Linked DNA regions of Mus musculus: regions 1 and 2 are each linked to region 3. Evidence: chromatin contacts called from public Hi-C and promoter capture Hi-C data. All regions are on one chromosome and are shown on one strand. The core of a region is the stretch at or near the end of the contact, and the rest is flanking DNA. Distances in the headings are between cores, read along the strand shown. Region 1 holds the start of Sh2d5 (SH2 domain containing 5). Region 2 holds the start of Hp1bp3 (heterochromatin protein 1, binding protein 3). Region 3 holds the start of Mul1 (mitochondrial ubiquitin ligase activator of NFKB 1).

Region 1 (3,206 bases), core at 627-3,126, 180 kb before region 3:
CAGATTTCTGAGTTTGAGGCCAGCCTGGTCTACAGAATGAGTTCCAGGACAGCCAGGGCTATACAGAGAAACCCTGTCTCGAAAAAAACAAAAAACAAAAACAAGTCATATTCATTTTGGGGGCTGGAGAGATGGCTCAGCCACTAAGAGCATTTGTTGCTCATGCAGAGAACCTGGGCTGTGTTTTTAGCACCCGTGTGACAGCTAATACCCATCTGTAATTCTAATTCCAGAGGTTTGTCCCCCCACCCCCACCTTCTGTTCTCTGAGGGATTCAGGCACAAATGCGATATATATGCACACATGCAGGCAAAACACTTATAAATCTGAGTAGAGAAGTGTCTCACGTGGTTAAGAGTACTGGTTGCCCTTCCGGAGGACCTAGGCTCCATTCCTAGCATTTGTATGACAGCTCACAACTCTCATAACTGCAGTTTCAGAGGACCTGACTCCTTGTGGCTTGCAATGGTACCAGGTATGCATGTGGTGCACAGATATAAAAGCAGGCAAAACACACATACAGATAAAAATTAATAAAATGAAAGAAAAAAAAAGGAATGGATCATACTCACAATCAAAAAGAAATCTAAATTTATAAAATTGTAAAATTTTATTCTATAAAAAGTGCATTTTATTTAAAAATAAAATAAACTAAGATGAAGTAAGGAGCTTTAAATATTTCTTTTTAAGAGTTAGGAGGGAGCCTTTTCGTTTTTATGTATCCTGAGTTGCCCGTTTGGTGAACTGAGCTTGCCCCCCCCCTCCCCCCCGTTGCTCCTTCACTGTCCAGGCCTGGAGACTGTTAGGGAGATTCCTTACCATTCTGCACAGGGGAATTGCCAAAGGTCACAGACAAAAGAAATTCAAAATAGCATCGGTATTTACTGACCCTTCACTTACCAGGTCAGTGTCCCTGTCAGGCCTTCCAGTTCTCACCTGGCTGAGTCAGGGGTGGTAATGGCTATGGGAGAGGCCCTGGAGGATTAACATGATTAAAGTGTTAATCTAAGTCCCACTGGGGAGAGAGAAGTGCCTGGTTGTGGGCAACAATCACACCTTATTGTTGCCTCTGGAAAGGTGTTAGGAGCTCTGCAGAGACAAGGGATGCCCAGAGCCGTGCCCTGCGCACTCTGCACTGCACCTGGGAACTCCCCTGAGGCTGCAGATTCAGGTCCACCTTCTCGCGGGCTCTGTCATCTGTCTTGGTGTCCCTCCCTGGGTCTGAACCCTTATGTCCTGGATTTCTGCGGTGTGCCACACGGGCAGTTTCTGATGCGTTCTCTCTGCAGATTTCGGGTTTAATACACACCACGCGCTTGCCTGGCTCGGATTTGCGATTTATTTGGGCCACCTACTGCGCTCCTCACCTAATGGGATCAGAAGAGCTCGCCCTCTCGGCTCTGTGCGCGCGCTGGCTAAATTCACTCACCATTTCCCCATCTAAGTGGATTTCCGTGAGGCCGGAAGGACAAGAGTCACCACTCCTGCTGGACCCCAGCTGAGCGGTCCAATCAATCTCCACCCAGTAAGTGGATTCATGCCACCAAGTCCTCTGCCATTTGCGTGTGAAGGGGTGGGTCTGCAAGGTCATTGAGCGACCGTGCAGACCTAGTGGAGTAGCTAGGTCTGCCCCGAGGAGCAGACGAGTAGCGAGGCCCTGAGCTCACCGAGTCTGGACAGCTTCGTGGAGGAAGAGCGACAAGGAGGAGCCAACCCAGGTCGCAGCGTGGGCGGAGCCAGGTACCCTCGCAGCCTCTGATTGGGCGGCACGGCGGAGCGGAGCGGCTCCGATTGGCTGGTGAGGCCGGCGCCGCGGCCAGGTGATGCCCAAGGGGTCGGATCCCAGGGCCACGTGGGGGGCGCGCGGCGCGGGGGCGGGGGCGTGTGCGGGGGTGGGGCGGGCCCCGCGCTGGGTAGGAGCAGAAGCTGCGGGAAACGGAGCTGTGAGACCTGCCAGGAGGCGCGGTAGCGGTGGTGAGTGCTCCTGGGAACCCTCCGGGGGCTGGGCCGAAGCCGGGAGGGTCTTCCCAGAGCGAGCCGCACCCCCACTTCCCTCCGCCGGCAGTTGCCATCACCTCAGTCCCCGTCACCATACCTCCCTTTCTGGCGCCGGGGCACCTGTGCCCCTCCGAGAACCTAGCGCTGCGTGGGGATGGTGACGCTTGCGAGATCGCTGTCTGCGCTCGCACGCGCTCCGCACCTCCGCTCGCGATCCTTTCCGCGTCTTCCCTATCCAGCCTTGTGTACTCCCCGCGACCAGATAGATTTCGGGAAGAACAGAGGCTGATGAACAGACCCAGGAGGTGGCTGCCTTCGCGGTCCCCTTCACAACTGAGGAACTGGAAGCTGGCAGGCCAAGGTCACATCAGCCAAACCTGCTGAACCCCAGTCCAGTCCCTTGTTGCGCGGGTCCAGGGCCTGTGGAGATGGTAGCAGAAGTGTGCTGGGCTGGGAGCCCAGCCTTTCTAAACAGTTCCATACCTAGCGCCTGAGTTGTTGCAGCTATGAGGCTACTACTGGCTACTTCTGCACAGATACAGACCCAGTGTATACCAAGGATGGATGCCTGCTTGGGGGCCCCATAGACTGTAAGCAGAAGGGTACTGCCTAGCCTCGGCAGAGAGTCCTGGGTTTGCCAGCTCTCCATCCTGTGATGTGTGCCTTTAGTCCAGTAGCTGGGGTCTGCAGGCTTGGGAGTCTCCCAAGTACCCTGAATGGATAGATTGTTGAGTTTTATGGTGCACAGGGCCCTGTGATTGGACGTGAAGTATAGAGTTAACATAGCCAGTCTCCTGCTCCTAAGGAGAACACCCCCCCCCGCCCTCTGGAAAATAGAAGCCCGTATGTGCCTCTGTAGGTATGACCTGGCCGCAGCAGACAAACCCCTGTGGGAAACTTTTTTTTTGGTTCAAAGAGATGAGTTGGGTGTGTGGTCGTTTTCAGGGTTTCAATGAACCCTGGTGACCTCCTTGGTCTAAGGCAGGATCAGACTGGAAGAGGGGCACACAGTTCCTGTTTCTGGGGAGGCTAAATATAAGGAGGCTGGGGACGACGGCCAGGTGCTTGGAGGATGCTGTCCACCCGCCTTCTCTCCCCCCCCCCCCCCCCCCGCTTCTATATGCCCCTTTCCCCCACAGAGGACTGGGCAAGCTGGTGTCTGTGTGTGTGTGAGTGTGAGCTTTGCTGACCCTTGGCTCTTTACCCTG
Region 2 (3,254 bases), core at 530-3,029, 220 kb before region 3:
ATAAAAATAGAGAAACCAGGGATATGTTTGATAGAGGCCAGGTATAATGTGAGATAAGGGGGTGTCTCTGTGGGCCCATGCTGAGGCATCCCTTCCCCCTGAGAGACCAGCCATAGATGGATGTAGTGTATAGAATAGGGTTTATTCAGGGCATGGGGAGGGGAGTTGGAAGGCAGAGAAAGAGGGGGGGGCAGGTTATGACCATGTGGAGAGGGAGGGGCAAGGGGTGAGAGGTCAGAGCAAGAGCAAGAGATCGAGGAGGGGGCAAAGAAGCGCCTTTTTTAGTGAGTTAGACACACCTGGCTATTGCCAGGTAACTGTGGGACATAGCCTAGATGAAATGTCAACAGGCAAAACTACATAGAGAGATCCTGTCTCAAACAAGGACACACACCAAATGTAGCAAGTTCCCAATTATGCCAATACATAAAAGTGGGATGGGGACAGGTGTCTCCGTGGCTGAGGTCCCTTGCTCTTGTAGAGGATCTCGGTTTGGTTCCCAGCACCCACATCAGACAGCTTACAACCTACTAACTCAATTCCCAGGAGTGCAGACAATCCTTAGACATCTGCACACACCCGGAACACATACAAACAGGTACACACACATATAAAAAATTAAAAGATGGTTTTAAAACAGAATTCTTCAAAAAGACCAAAATCCCTTTTTAATATTTAATTTTTTTTTCATATGACATACTTGATCAGGTCCCCTCCTCTCCAAATCCTCTCAGATCCTCCCCATAAATCCCTTTGAAGAGATTGCCCATGATCCCAGTGTTCAGGGGAATGGGTGATGTCACTAGTACAGACGCTCACCAGGGAGGAATTTTTGGTGGGGTGATTTATTTAATCTTCTTAGAACCCTTGGAGTTTCAGCCACTCTGGCAGGTGGAGAGGACTGAAAGTGTGTCTAATTGGTTTCCGTAATAAGCGCTTTGATTGACCTGCAGTTGCGGTGCCATGCATGTACCAGGCCGATACCCACAAGACTCCGGCTACTTGAGGTACATTGAATTTTTCCAAAGTGGCTTTGAAGAACTACACCTGCAATCCTTCATTTCCTTTTCCTTCTTTACACAGGCTCTCGTGCATTCCAAGCTGGCCTCAGGTTGGTTACCTACCCAAAATGGCCTTGAAATTTCGATCCTCTTGATGCCACCTATTGAGTCTGCGTCATCACACTGGGCTCTAGGTGCTGGCGATGGCACCCAGGGCTTTCTTCAGACTAGACACATACTAACAACTAAACTACTTCTTCAGCCCCAAGAACTACAATTTTCAAAGGCGGTGGTGTGCACATTACATGAATAGGCAGATCTCAACGTAAAGTGCCAAATAAAAGGCGACTCCCTTCTAATTCCGTGGTTTCTTTTGGGTGCTGGGGGTGGGGAAGCTGTCTGTGCATGCAAATCAAGAAGCTGGGGGCAGCCCGGCTCACGCATCTTCCAGGCCGTGTATGACCAGTCCTTGCTCACTACACTGCCAATTCCCTGTGGACTCAGGAAGTGGCTGTTGTTGTCTAGCACCGTCTTCCAGGGCTAAAGGGAGGCTGGAACCCCAAACCCGAAGGACTCGGGGTCGGAGACAGAGACTGCGCCGAGCACGCAGGACGCAGCCAGGAAGCTAGCGCTCCCAGCCACGCTCTGCCTCCCGTCGTCCGCCGTTCCCCCCCACCTCCCCCACGAGCGCCCTGTCGCGCCCCTGCGCGCCCGCCCGGGGACCCACTTGGCGGGCGCGCGCGGGGGCGGGGCCGGCGCGGGGGCGCGCGCGTGAGGCCGCGGGCAGGGGGGCGGGGCGGCAGAGCTCGGTGCCCGGCCTGGAGGACAGCGGTGTCGCGAGTCGGCGATCGGTGGTCCGCGGCAACGCCGAGAGGCCGTACGGGAACGCGGGCGCCGGAGCTCAGAGGTAACGCGGGATGGACCCGGACCCGGCGCGCAGGGAGTGGGCGCGAGCTCCGTGCGCGAGTGAGTAGCGGAGGGCCACCGGCCTGGGCGCTGACGCCGCTGCCCGGGCGCAAGAGGCGGGACGCGGGCACCGAAGGCCGGCGGCTTTTGTCCGTCCGCCGCGGCCGCTGCGCCCTCTCGCGTCGCGCCCGCCACCCGGCCCCTGCCCCTGGCGCGCGGGCCACTCGGGCCCCGCGGCGCGCGCTCCCGCCCTTGTTTTGTTTGGACTTGGGGAGGAGGGGCAGCTCTTCTCGGGTCGGGCCCACCCCCCCTCCGTGCTTGTCTCAGTGCGCATGCTCCGGCGTGCGCCGCGGAGCCCTATTGGCTGCGGGCTTGCGCATGCTCCGAGGCCTGTGGCCCGACTTCCGCCGCGCCCTCCTCCCCTCGGCCTACTGTCAACTTGTCTTCAAGCCCGGTTCGAAAGATGCCGGCACTAGTGAGTGGCTGCGGCGGGCCCGCCCTCCCGGCTTCTCCGCCCCCGCCGCCGCCGTGGCCGCCATTACGGAGTCCCCAGTGGTGAGTGTGCAGAGCTGAGGCCACGCCGGTCGCCGCTGGTCGCCGCCGGGTCCCCGCAGCCAGGAGCGCGGCGTGGTCTCTGCGCGGTACCTCCGCCGCCGCCCTCAGCAGTCCCGCGCCCATCTTACTCCCCACTCCCGCTAGCCCTGCGCTGTCACCGCCACGGCTCTCTGTCGCGCAGCCGCTCGCTCCCGCCTTTGTCTTCGCTGCTCCTCCGGGCGATGCTCAGCCTCTGGGCGCTGTCGCTTCGCTGCTGTCGCCGCCGCCGCTACCCCGACGGCCTTGCGCTTCTGTGTCCCCCGCGAGCCTACACCTCCCCCGGCCTCCGCCGCGCTCCCCAGGCCGGCGCAGGATTGTCAGTGGCAGCCGTCTTAAGCCTAGGCCCGAGTCGATCCAGACTTAAGCAGGCAGTTTTCCTTAACGCCCTTGAGCTAAACCCTCCTTCACAGCCAGAAGTGCTCATGACTTCTCCCCCAGGCTGCTTTACTGCCCTTCTCCGACTGCCCGTTGCTTTGGAGAACGAGTCTTATTAGACCTGGACCTCATACGCAAGCATCTTAGACGTGAAATGTGTCTAGAGAGTCATTCTGCATTTGATCTTAGCCAGAAGGGCCTAGAAGCTATTAGGAAATCGTTTGAAGTTTTTAATTTTTATTTTATCTTCAATTTTATCTTCAGCATAGGCCATATAAGGCTGCCACGAGCTTTCAGTTTCAGAGTGATTTGTTCAAAGCTGCTCTCAAATTTTGTTTTTGAGGTGGTCTCCCTAATGCTTCCTTGGGACTCTGTGCT
Region 3 (3,118 bases), core at 559-3,058:
GGTTTACTGCTGGGAAGGGAGGAAGGCCTTGGGCAATTATTAATTTTGCTGGAATTATATTTTACATTTATTTATTTGTTGTGCACATGTTGGCAATATACACGCCATAGCCTGTGAGCGGAGATCAGAGGACCGTGTTTGACAGTCGGTTCTCCTTCCATCCCGTGGGTCCCAGGGACTGAACTCAGGTTGGACAGCAAGCGCAGAGCTTTACCGGCTAGCTGTCTTAGCACCCTTATGCTGGAATTCTTCTCTGGCAAGAGCCTTTGACCAAATTGCTGAGAAACGTGCTTCTTTTTCCTGTCCCAACGTTTTTCCTGCCTCAACAAACGTTTCAAATTTTATTCAACCAACTGACTATTGGAATTAGATCATTTTTATTCTTTTGTTATTTAAAAAGCACTCCAATGAATATCATTAGGTCTATTTTGAGGAATTTAAAGGATAACCTATAGGACACTGCAAGGAGAACCCAGGCTTTGCAGGCAGATGTGCTGGCTAAGACTTGCGGCGACTCTGATGTCTGAGAGGAGTTGGACGAGTTCTCCAAAGGTCACCTGGGTTGAAGCCCATTATCATTTTTAGTTAAAGGTCTGAGTGTATTTATATTCTCCCCACCACTTGTTTTTTTGAGACAAGGCTTCTCTGTGTAGTCCCAACTGTACTAGAACTCGTTCTGTAGACCAGGCTGGCCTTGAACTCAGAGGTCTGCCTTCCTCTGCTTCCTGAGTGCTGGACTGTGTGTATTTCTTAACCGAAGCCTCAGTTTCCTCTCCTGAAACTCTACTGTGGCAGTGGTTGAATGCATCAAATGCTGGTCTGGAGTGACTGGGACGGAGCTAAGTGGAAGAACACTTGAAACCCTGGGTTTGGTCCCTAGATAGTGGAGTGAAACACAGGCCAGGCCTAAGAAATACGAACTACAGTACAAGGCATATAATAGTCACTCAATAAAAATATTTGCTGTTATTATTAAATAAGCAGTATGCTGTTTTGGGGGTGGCGTGGCAGTAGATTAAGAGCTATTTTCGCGATTCAACTGGTGTAGAATCAATTCAACTGGTGTAGTGGTTGAGGGCTTTGAAGCTGGACTAATTTTTCTCCAGCTCTCCTTTGCAGTATGGCTCCGACCATGTTCTCCATCCCCTCTGGCCCCAGTTTCTTTTTTCTTCTTCTTTCTTCTCTTCTTCTTCTTCCTCTTCCTCCTTCTTCTTCTTTTTTGGTTTTTCGAGACAGGGTTTCTCTGTATTGTCCTGGAACTTACTTTGTAGACCAGGCTGGCCTCGAACTCAGAAATCCGCCTGCCTCTGCCTCCCAAGTGCTGGGATTAAAGGTGTGCGTCACCACGCCGGGCTAGTTTCTTCATCTTTAAAAGCCAGGTTTCAAGGTTCTCCGATAGCTTAAAGCCTAACACTTCTTGGTGCTGAACACGCGTTTTACTCAGCTCCCCATCTGACGGCGGCGACATCAAATAATCCAGCAAGGGCTGGAGAAACAGACCAGTGAGTAAAGGTGCTTTGCCACCATGGCTAAGAACTTGAGTTCCATCCCAAGGACCCATAAAGTAGGAGAAACCGGGACGCTCAGATCGAGTCCTGCCCTCTATAGGTGCACCAAGGCACGCTCTCATAGGATAAATTAGATGTCATTTAACAATAACGGAGCAAGAACGTCTAGAAACCCGGAGGGAGAGCTCCCACGTGACCACAGCCAGCCCCACCGGTTTCCCAGGAGGCCGCAGTAACGTCGCAACCACCTAGGCAACGTCTTTGCTCCACCCCCGTCCTCCACTTCCGGTTTTTACGTCATCGACGGGCGACGGGTTCCGGGAAGGGCTGCGCGGCTGCGTAGGGGTCGCAGGTGATTTCGAGGCGGCTGGTGCGGCTTGGGGTCGCCATGGAGAGCGGTTCGCGACCGTCGCTCGGCCAGGTCATCCTGCTGGGCACCAGTTCGATGGTCACCGCCGTACTGTACTCCATATACCGGCAGAAGGCCCAGGTCGCGCAGGAACTCAAGGTCAGTGCGGGGGGTGGGGTGGGCAGCCCGGTCTCACTGGCAGCTCGCGCCGGGGCGCACCGGGGAGCCACAGGGCCCCAGACGACGCGCAGCCAGAGGGGATCCCGGGCACCTGCTGCAGCGAGGCTGCCCCCCCCCAGTGACCCTCAGTGTCACTGGACGTTATTGCAGTGCTGTAAAACTGTTTCTCGAAAACCTGCTGGGCACCAGGTAGTGAGAAAAACAGGCCATTGTCCTGGTGCACAGTGCATTCTAGGTCAACCACACGCCTACACGTAATTGGATCGTGTGATAGGGCGAGAATCGGGTTGGAGTAGGGCAGAGAAAAGCGGAAAGATAGGGAAACGGAGAGTTCCGTTCCTTTTGCTATAGTAAAATATCTGACAGAAAGCAGCTTAGGAGAGGGAGAAGGGTTATTTCGTTTGTAGTTTCAGGTTACCATTCATCATCGCGGGGAAGTCCAGGCCAGGAACTTGAGTCAGCTGCAAATCACGTCTGAGTCGAGAGAAACAACTATTAAACAGTCCAGAGCCCAGACCTAGAGAATGGTGTCAGTCACAACACAACAGCGAGTTTCCCCCCTTCAGTTAGAGCTATCAGGACAGTGTCTAAACAGCTATGCCTACACAGGCTGACTCAATATAGACAGTTCCTTGTTGAGACACTCTTTCCAAGTGATTCTAGATTATGGCCATTGACAGGGGGGCGTCGCCATTTTAAACAAGGTGATACTTGGGTCGGAGATGGAGGATGTGAAGATATGTAAGGCAGGGGTGATTCCAACGTGAAGAACAGCAAACTTAGAGGCTCATTTGGAGAACAGAGAACTTAAAGGCTCATCTATTTAACCGCTCCGCTCCAGGTTTCTACAGTCATTTCTTTGTATATTATAGTTACTTTAAAACTACATTCTCATTTGAGGGTTGCACTTAACAGCTCAGACGGCACATTTCCGTCTCTGTTTTATTTTTGTCTCCAGTCCCAGGTGATCTTTTGGCCTCTATTGGGTACCAGGCATGTATGTGATACACAGACATGCATGCAGGCAAAACCACCCATATAATAAAAAGTAATAAGGTAAAGATGTGAAAGGCCCTTGCTT

The links. A called contact is a pair of places that touch in the nucleus more often than the background predicts. Capture Hi-C pulls out chosen DNA fragments and counts their contacts.
Region 1: a contact with region 3 is called in a Hi-C map of cortical neurons, with 2.6 times the contacts expected there. The contact joins the promoter of Sh2d5 here to the promoter of Mul1 in region 3. A contact is called at or near these places in 9 of 39 promoter capture datasets (the 3T3-L1 cell line, 3T3-L1-derived adipocytes, embryonic stem cells and 5 more), 5 of 484 Hi-C or Micro-C datasets (cerebral cortex, cortical neurons, embryonic stem cells and 1 more), 3 of 115 datasets of contacts at active chromatin or transcription factors (bone marrow-derived macrophages, embryonic forebrain and embryonic stem cells) and 2 of 9 other capture datasets (adipose tissue and pancreatic islet).
Region 2: a contact with region 3 is called in a promoter capture Hi-C map of pancreatic islet. The contact joins the promoter of Hp1bp3 here to the promoter of Mul1 in region 3. A contact is called at or near these places in 4 of 39 promoter capture datasets (the 3T3-L1 cell line, embryonic stem cells, hippocampal neurons and 1 more), 1 of 15 datasets of contacts at CTCF or cohesin (the NIH/3T3 cell line), 3 of 484 Hi-C or Micro-C datasets (CD4 T cells, effector CD8 T cells and erythroblasts), 5 of 115 datasets of contacts at active chromatin or transcription factors (bone marrow-derived macrophages, intestinal villus epithelium, large pre-B cells and 2 more) and 2 of 9 other capture datasets (adipose tissue and pancreatic islet).

The regions. Positions count from the first base shown.
Region 1 is chr4:138,248,535-138,251,740 of GRCm38.p6, forward strand. It overlaps Sh2d5 (SH2 domain containing 5), which reads left to right and starts at 1,877. Exons shown (of 10, transcript NM_001099631.1): 1 at 1,877-1,974.
Region 2 is chr4:138,214,833-138,218,086 of GRCm38.p6, forward strand. It overlaps Hp1bp3 (heterochromatin protein 1, binding protein 3), which reads left to right and starts at 1,780. Exons shown (of 13, transcript NM_010470.3): 1 at 1,780-1,908.
Region 3 is chr4:138,432,864-138,435,981 of GRCm38.p6, forward strand. Mul1 (mitochondrial ubiquitin ligase activator of NFKB 1) reads left to right here and starts at 1,809. Exons shown (of 4, transcript NM_026689.3): 1 at 1,809-2,016. The coding sequence starts at 1,897.